3 separate regions of the Sus scrofa genome follow, and regions 1 and 3 are each linked to region 2. Evidence: chromatin contacts called from public Hi-C data. All regions are on one chromosome and are shown on one strand. Each heading gives the region's core, a stretch centred on a gene start, on an enhancer-like site or on the middle of the called end of the contact. The rest is flanking DNA. Distances are from core to core; before and after follow the strand shown. Region 1 holds the start of LOC100624414. Region 2 holds the start of TP53RK (TP53-regulating kinase). Region 3 holds the start of ELMO2 (engulfment and cell motility protein 2).

Region 1 (3,157 bases), core at 66-2,565, 140 kb after region 2:
TTCTAAATTTTTTTTCTTCTTAGGGCCACACCTGCAGCATACAGAAGTTCCTAGGCTCGGGGATTGAACGGGAGCTGTAGCTGCCAGCCTACGCCAGAGCCACAGCAACGCAGGATCCGAGCAGCATCTGGGACCCACACCACAGCTCATGGCAATGCTGGATCCTTAACCCACTGAGCGAGGCCAGGGATCGAACACATCTCCTCATGGATGTTAGTCGGGTTCATTACCATGAGCCACAAGGAGAACTCCCTATCTTTCTAAATTTTATCTAAATGTATACAGTCATGTGTATTTAATGTGCATAACTTTATCCAAACATGTACATGTAAAAGAATTATGCTTAATAGATTTGTTTGCCTTTTGCTTTATTTCATTTACCAGTCTATTGTAAGCATTTTTTACGTAAATTTATTCATTCTTACTGACTACACAGTATTCATTTAGTGCCTGCACCATAATTTAGCTAGTTATTCCCTACCAATGTATATTGATTTCCCTTTTTTTCTATTTTAAACTATGCTACAATGAACATCCTTCCAAAGGCGTCTTTGAAAATGTAAATGCGATGCTGAAAAAGCACATCTTGAGAAATGATTTTTTAAAAGTAAATTTTAGTCTTCCACTGCTGTTTAAATTTCTTTTGAAAGAAGCTCTCCTGGATAAAAACTCAGCAGGACCCATGGTTTTTCTGCCTCTTCTTAGGTGACAGGGGGACCTACAATCACTTACCGTAAAGACAGCATCTATGTAGCAATTAGAAGGCAAAGTGCATGAATGATAATTGCAATATAATCTTCCATTCAAATCTCATTCTCTTGCCCCTCTGGCTGAAAGATAAGTGCCAGGAAGAGAGGGCAAGGCATAAGAACAGTGCCACCCTACTGTGCTATGTAAAAATGCACACAGCTCCTGCGTTATAGACTTTCTATGCTACGCACACACTTGTTTATTTAAATGCCTTGCTCCAAAGCAGAGACTGAAAAGGGGTTTGGGGGCAGGTAGTTTATTTGGGAGGTGATTCCAGGAAGTAGGAATGAGAGATTGGAGAGAATGAGATAAAGGAGGAGAAAGCCATCATAAGGGAATGTTATTAAGGCCACTGGTGTAAACAACAGAATTGGATTGTGCTGGGACCTCTGAAAAGCAGACAGGATACTCCCAAAATAGTTCTCCCAAAAGACAAGAGGCTCGGGCCCTTGCGTTCTGTGCTTCCTGGCAGAACTGTCCAAAACTCAAGATCTCTATCCCAACAGAGTCTAAAGTTGTGGAACAGGAAAGCACAAATTCTGCACATGGAAGTGATGGTAAACGATGCCAATCCTACCGTCCCTCCTTTGTTCAGTCACTACTGGGGATCCACCTGCACACTGGCTACTGATTCAAGGCATGTGCCACATCCTGCTGGACAGCTCCCCAAACTCTCAGGGTATTGTTCCGAAACTCCTACCTGAGCTGAGCCCTTAATAAAACCACACCATAGATCTTTCCAGCTGGTGCTTCAGGCTGATGCCATATACAGGTGGACTAGCGTATCTCATGGTCACGTGCCCGTTGTCACACCTCTTGGGCTGAGATGGGTCCCTTGATCTGTAGTGATAATTATGCAGGGTCCCATCAGTAAATCAGGTGTTTCATAAGTTCTGAAATAGTGACGTAAAGACACTATGGTCAAGAAAGCAAACCCATATCCAAATTCCATGTCAGTTTCGGCAAAGGCAAATCAGTGCTTCAACCAGGGTCAATGGCTCAGTGTCAATATCTGGGATGAAAAGTCAGACATTCAGAGGCGGCAGCAGCAGCAGCCAGATCAGCCTTGATGAGAGGCAACCCTGTACTATGGGCTCCTACGTAACTTCTATCCTTGTCCCTGTGCTGTTGGGCTTATCCATGGCCTTGATCTCCATCGTAATGGCTACTCCATGAGTGGGCTTGTTGTTCAATCACTGATTTGGATAAAGACATCCATGGACTAATACTTTTGTCCACCTGATCGATGTTCTTTGATGAGCATGGAAATGAGACACTGTGGGAAGCAGAATGCTAAGGGACCCACCCCTCAAGAGCCCTGGCCCTGTGTACACACACTGTAATCCAGTTATACAATCAAACACTAATATGGGTACTGCGGTGAAGGGATTCTGCAGGTGGAATTAAGGTCCCAAATGAGATGACCTTCCAATAGGGAGGTTATCCAGATAGGCCTGACTTCATCATCTGTCCTTTGAAGGCAGAATCTTCTCCAGCGGGCCACAAAAAGAGGACTTTAGATATGCTTCTGCTGGCCTGGAAGAAAACAACACCTAGGCTGTGAACTGCCTGCGGGGCCGTGTGGTAAGGAGCAGAGCAGTGTACCTGCTTGACATGCCAGGTCCTACAACCCCAAGGAAATGAATTCTACCAACAACCGGTGAGCTTGGAAGAGAACCCCAAGGACCAGATGAAAATCATAGCCCAGCTGATACCTTGCTTTCAACCCAGAGCGGAGAACGCAGCCACACCATGCTCAGACTTCCAATTTACAAAAGTGACAAGATCATACATTTGTGTGGTCTTAAGCTACTAAGTTTTTGCTACTTTGTTACACAGTCATAGAAAACTAATACAAACACAAAGATCTTCATAATTTTTGCCTACTGCCATCAGTTCTTTTACACGTCTTTTCCTTGGATATTCTTGCCTCCGCCCAGTCCTCCAATCCTGCTCTTTCCACGCCACTTATAAGCTAGGCAAGTCATGCAGCGCTCCATAGATTTTCTTTCAGTGTGAATTCTTGGATAGAGAATGTTTGAATTCTACATTTTCATATATTCAAAATACTGATACAGATTCAGCAAAACAGGTGAAAGCTTTGCTGGTTGCAACGTTGGTTACACTCTTGTGAATGCTCCCCTATGAGATCCCAGATATATAGAAGACTTTCTCATTTTTAAAATGTTCATTGGGGGTATTTCCCAGTGTGTTTTCTAATGTTGAATGGGAAAAACAGTAGGAAGAATAGGGGACTATACACTTTAGGTGTTCCTGAAAGATTCAGATTTTGGAATCAGTCGTCTTTTGATGGACATTTCATAGTCTGTAGTCTTCGCTTTTCATTTACAGTCTTAGGTGAAATCAATATGCACCTTTCCTCCTTGTGTTAATGGTTCCTAGCAAT
Region 2 (2,926 bases), core at 259-2,758:
AACCTAGGGTAGAGGGGTACATGCTTGGAAACAGGAAGGGCCTTCTTAAGTCAGGATGTATGAATGGGTAACTAGTCTTGTAGGAGCCAGGAGTACATCAGCAAAGGTCTTCATCGTTGTTTGGGAGGCTAAGAGAGCATACAGGCTACCTGGACCTAAAGTTCATTAAACAGTATTAACTACCAAGCCCTTGATGTTAGAGAAGAGATTTACTACACAGAACAGTCATAGGTAGAGTCAGTGGAAGGACAGGAGAAACTATACACACCCAAGATGCTGTCAGTTATGCTAACAGCCATAGAGAGGGGTTCAGACAGATTTGGTAACCATGGAGATGACCATGTGGACACTAACAATTATGATAATGAAAGTACCAACTCGGGAAACTGAGCGCTATAAATAGAATTGGTTCTGGGTGAACTTCAAGTAGGCTGGGCTGATGAAAGATGCTGGAAACCACATTATGCCAACATAAAGGATCTAATGTTTGAAAAGGTGACCTGCCCTGTGTATGAATGAAACTTGCAGGGACTGCGGCTGAGGGTTGGTGTCATAGCAACCCTCAGACCAAAGAGCCTTTCTTCAGTATTTCAAACAAGGTCTCCATGGTGAGGGAGGGAAAATGAACACATCAAGAGTGTATGCAATCCACCAGGAACTCTGATGAACAAGATCTTATTTAATATTAATAGGCAATTGCTAAAGTAAAAGTAATGATCTTCGTCCTGAAGATGATGAATCTGAAACTCAGAGAAATAGTGTTTGTTGCTCCATCCCACAGTGCGGCAGGCACTTCAGGCTGCCTTCCATTTGTGTGAGTGTGCACATATATAAAAAAAAAAAAAACATGGAAAAAAACTTTATACAGTGGTTGGTGGTGGGGCAGACTGGTGACAGGAATAGGCATTCTTTAATTTTTCATGCATGCAAAATTGTGTATCATATGAATTTGTTACAGCAATTAAAGCAAAGGGTAAAAATTTGTTTGCTAAGCACTCCCAGTCAGCTTGGTTTGTCTCCTTTGGAAAACTCGACAACCTCATATGCCCGCCACCTTCTCTGACTCTGAATCTTTTTCTCCTGTAAAATGGGCTTTCATCATTTAATCTTATTCCCCCAGAATGCACTCAATAATTCGTAGCTATTATTATCTTAGCGCTAAAGACATGGGCCACGTGGTTTACTGCCCACCTGCCACACCTAATTCTGATTAGTTTAAGCCCCCTTTGGGGGGAATCAGGAGCTCGGGGACGAGGAGTTCCAAAAAGAGAACTCTTGTGGGTTTAGTTCCCTTGGAACCAGAGACTCCCTAGGCAAGCAAGTTCCCAAAGAGTTTTCCGCGAGAGGCGCCGAAAGTTTCCGGAAATAGCCGAAGGTCTGGGAGGCGGGGCCACAATAGCCGCCAGCTAGAGTCGCCAAAGGCTTCCGGAAACAGCCGAGGAGTGGGAAGACTGGTTTACCGAGAGTTGCCGAGAGTTTACGGAGGTAGCCGGAAGATCCGGGAGGCGGGGCCACGAGGCTTAGAAAAGAGCCGAAAGCTTGAGGGGCGGAACCACTTCCACAAGGCGGAAGTGTCGGCGTTCGGGTGGCGGAAGAGGTCCGAGGATTTCCAGAAAGAGCCGAAGCAGCTCCGACAGTTCCCGGAGAGAGACGAGGGGTTCCGAGCGGCGGCGCGGGGACGCAAACATGGCGGCGGCCGGCGCTGCTGTTCCTGCTGCCGAACCGAATGAGGAACCCGCGCCCGCGACGGAAGCGGTGGCCGCGGCCCGGGAGCGGAGCAGTCTCTTCTTGAGGGGCCTGGAGCTGGTGAAGCAGGGTGCCGAGGCGCGCGTGTTCCGCGGCCGCTTCCAAGGCCGCGCGGCCGTGGTGAAGCACCGCTTCCCCAAGGGCTACCGGCACCCGGCGCTGGAGGCGCGGCTCGGCCGGCGACGGACGGTGCAGGAGGCCCGGGCGCTGCTCCGCTGCCGCCGCGCAGGTGAGGCGGCCCGACTCGCGGTCGTGGAGGACCCCGAGGCTCCGCGGTCCGGGCAACGCGGGTGAGGGGGCTCCCCTGCTCTGCAGACCGCGATTTGCCTCAATTTCTCCGTTTGTACCTTCTGCGTGGCCTTCCGTTAAAAAAATGTCATCCTTTCATCCTTCTTTTCATTCATTAATTTTTAAGAAGTCACTTGACCTTGCAGCGACTAGCATTTGCCTCGGAGCCATTGGTGGCAGGTTCACTTCCCGGCTATCCCACTCCTGCTCAAAGTTGAGCATGTCATTTAACTGCCCTGAGCCTTGGTTTTCCCATTTGTACCGTCTCAGCTTTCGAGCATCATCTTTTTATTCATTACTTTTAAGAAGTCTGAATTTAAATACTGCGCTGCTTCATATGTAGTCTTTCAGCAAAGTTATATAACCTCTGCCTCAGTTTCCTCACCTACAAAGGGAAGTCACAGTAGCAGTATTCATCTCATAGGGATGTCGTGACCATTAGACGAGATTATATACGTCGTTTTTTATGTTTGGACGTATGACTGAATCTTAGCGCTCAAACATTAGATTTCATTCAGTTGTTTATTTTTTCATTAAAACACTGCCGAGCACCACCACCAAAAACCTTTCCTCAAATGAGAACGGCAGGCTCAGAGAGAAGTAATTTGCCCAAGGGTACACAGGTAATTAGTGACCCAGCCAGGCTCTCAGGCCCAGAAACACTGGCTTTTCACTTTTGCATTTCCTCCCTTTCTTTCACTGGTATTTTTTAGGCATATACTGTACCCCCAAGACATTGTTAGGTGCTGGGAGATCTGGAGGAAATTCAGTAGCAAATGCATCTCTGGACATGCTTGGACTTAACAAAGTGATTCGTGTGTTCATATTTTCTATTTTCACCCTTTCCAGGATCTAAGTTCTTTTAAGCAAGGGTGGTGGCTATTGCTGCCTG
Region 3 (2,963 bases), core at 427-2,926, 250 kb after region 2:
ATATGCCATGGGCACAGGCAAGAAAAGAAAGACATTTTTTTGAACAGTAAAGTAAAATTCCTTGTTTTACAATAAAATAAAAATTTTAAAGTATGACTAGAAGTTCCTACTGTGGCTCAGCAGGTTAAGAACTCAACATTGTCTCTGTGAGGATGCAGCTTAGATCCCAGGTCTCACTCAGTGGGTCGAGGATCCAGTGTAAGTTGCAGATGTGGCTGGAATCCAGTGTTGCTGTGGCTGTGGCAGCTGCAGCTCCGATTCAGCCCCTAGACCAGGAGCTTCCATGTGCCACAGATGAGGCTGTACAAAGAAAAACAAAGTGTGAATAATAACAAGGTTGCTGTGAGAATCCCACAAAGCAAAAGTCTATTAAACACTTTTGTATCCACAGCCCTGTAGACTAAGAGTGGACAAATTATAGCCACAGGCCACTGCCTATTTTTGTAAATAAAGTTGCATTGGAATCCAGCCACACGCATTGGCTTACATATAGTCTGTGGCTGCTTTCAGGCTATAACAGCACAGCTGAATAGTTTTGACAGAGGTTGTATGGCCAAAAGTATTTCCAATGGTCATTTATGGAAAATAAACTGATGACTTCTGCAAGGGCAGTGGCAATGTTATCTATTCCTAAACCTCACCCTCCCTGAGCATCACTGTATTCACCAGTAAAATAGGACTAATAAGAATCATCTTCACTTCGAAGATATTTTGAGGATCAAATGAAACAACATATGTAAAACTGCTTTTCTGATGCTTTCCTGACAGAAGCACCATCTAAATGGGAGCTGTCATTTAGTTTCTTTGCTGGGTAAGAGTTTCCTTATTTAGCCTCTCCAGCTGAGGGTCGGTAAAAGAGGCAACAAAATACCCACCATCCATTGTGGTTGTAAGGATCTGTGAGACCAAAAAAAGGTTAAAGCATAAACTTTAGAATCAAACAGGCACAGGCTGGCATCTTGCTCAGCCCATCACTAAGTCTGCCATCAGAGGATCAGCGTAATACCTACATCAGAGTTGCTGTGAGTGTAAATGGAGATAGCACGAGCGAGCGCGAGGCCCTGGCGCAGTGCCTGGCCTTGTTCCGATCTGCAGGTGCAGTGACGAATACCACCTCCCACGGGTCCCTACCAACAGTACAGCTGAGCTGTACCCCTCTGCCTCTGCTCAGCGCCCACGGTCAGCCCTGGGTGCCGGTATAATTAGCTCCAACTCGGTGGTGAGCAGCCGCGGCTGCTCACAGCCTCTGACATGACTGTCACTTCCCACTCAGTTCTTCAAGCCACAGTTATCCCACTGATGAGTGCGTTACATGCCCGCCGGGCACAGGGCTTAGTGCCACCAGAGGACAGCTGAGCCCTCAAAAGCTCTGATTTATCACAAGGAACCCAGGCAGTGCCAAAAGAAAAGTTTGGGTGGGGTGGGGGGCTGGTAATGCCTCTTGAATTTGAGGAGAAATCCCATTCCTCCAGAACCCATAGCCTGGGGCGGCAGAGGAGGCCTATGTCTTTAAGAGGCCTCCGCTAGCTGGGCGGGGATCGCCGGCTTTTCCCCTCAGCATCTGGGCCCGCCCTCCTTTGAGTGACAGGCAATCAACCCAGTTGAAGGAGGAGAGTTCAGCGTGACGGCGAAGCGGAGCAATAGGAGCCCGGGTCGGCCTGCGCGGGGCGGGGTCCCGGGAAGGTGGGGCGGGCGGAGGCTGGAGGAGCGGCGGCGGCGGTGAGACCCGGTTGCGGGAGCTGGGCCTAGGTTGGCGTTCTGGTGAGTGAGGGGCGCGCCGGGGGCTCGGGCATTCCCGCCCTCGGAGCGGGGCCTGGCCTGAGGGACGCAGGGAGGAGAGGCTGGGCCGGGAAGCGGGCGGAGAGCTGCGGCCTGCTTCTGCCCAGGGGACCGAGGGGCTGGAGAGGGCGGGCCTGGGCTGCACCGCGCCGGTACGACAGGCCCCAGAGGGGTCGCGGCCCAGCTAGGTCCCCCGGACCTGAGGGGCACTGGGTCCCCGACAGGGAAGGGTCTACGGGTGGGGAAGAGGGCAGGCCAGGCCTCGAGGGGCGGGGGCTGGACCGGGTAGGGGTCGAGGGGTAGGGGAGGAGGAGGGTGGGTGGGTGGAACGCGGAGTGCGACGAGACGGTGAGGGAGGAGACGGGAGAGGGACCGAATGGGAAGGGGCTTGATAGGCGCCCAGAGAGTGTTTGGGGCTGGGTGGCCCCGGGCGCCAGACGCCCAGATCCTCTCGATGTCGCCACCCCCTTCAATAGACAAGGCTCTTCACCCCGCCCGGTCTATCCGGCCCGGCTCGGTAGACCCCAGTCCGTCTACTTGTATCTCCGCTGCTTGCTCGTCAGTTCAGCCCTCTTTCGCCTCTTACCCGGACCGATGCCGCGTCTTAACCAGATCTGCCCACATGCCCTCTGGCCGATCCGCAAGGGCCTTGCCCCTTGGCCGGAGGGCTCGGATCCGGACGCTCCGCTGCTTACAACTACGCCTCTTCCACCTCTTGCAGGGCCAGCCCCGGATCCTCTCCCAAGCCTTGGAGAGGGGAACCCACCGACCTCTCCTCCCTGGTCTCAGTCTACCAACCCCTCTTGCTCAATACTCTCCTCACCTTTTCGTGTTCCTTCTACATACCAAGCCCCAGCCCTACTCAGGGTCTTCACCCTTGGTCTTCCTACTCCGGGGCATATCTTCCCTGCCTGGCTTACTCCAGTAAATTCCTCTTTATCTTTCAAATCTCCACTCAAGTATCACTTCCTCAGGAGGCATCCCTGGCGCCCGACTCCCTCACCAAATGAATTCCCCACTTTCATCACCCTGTATACTTCTCCTTCACAACCCTTGAATGGCTGAAAATAGGCTTGTCTATTTCCACCAGATAATAAGGTTCACAGGGAAAAAGGTAGTATCTGCTTTTGCTTCTTGTATTTCCAGCATCTTGCACAGGGCCAGGCACTGTAAATATGTTTTAA

The links. Hi-C and Micro-C count contacts between places; a contact is called where the count stands out from the background.
Region 1: a Hi-C map of liver shows a contact between it and region 2, with 4 times the contacts expected there. The contact joins the promoter of LOC100624414 here to the promoter of TP53RK in region 2. A contact is called at or near these places in 1 of 5 promoter capture datasets (liver), 20 of 47 Hi-C or Micro-C datasets (alveolar macrophages, brain, embryonic fibroblasts and 11 more) and 1 of 2 datasets of contacts at active chromatin or transcription factors (alveolar macrophages).
Region 3: a Hi-C map of skeletal muscle shows a contact between it and region 2, with 4 times the contacts expected there. The contact joins the promoter of ELMO2 here to the promoter of TP53RK in region 2. A contact is called at or near these places in 3 of 47 Hi-C or Micro-C datasets (heart right ventricle, liver and skeletal muscle).

Annotation. Positions count from the first base shown.
Region 1 is chr17:48,680,022-48,683,178 of Sscrofa11.1, reverse strand. It overlaps LOC100624414, which reads left to right and starts at 1,315. Exons shown (of 4, transcript XM_021077697.1): 1 at 1,315-1,429. The coding sequence starts at 1,315.
Region 2 is chr17:48,816,566-48,819,491 of Sscrofa11.1, reverse strand. It overlaps TP53RK (TP53-regulating kinase), which reads left to right and starts at 1,508. Exons shown (of 2, transcript XM_003134484.5): 1 at 1,508-1,975. The coding sequence starts at 1,687.
Region 3 is chr17:48,566,375-48,569,337 of Sscrofa11.1, reverse strand. It overlaps ELMO2 (engulfment and cell motility protein 2), which reads left to right and starts at 1,676. Exons shown (of 21, transcript XM_021078300.1): 1 at 1,676-1,761.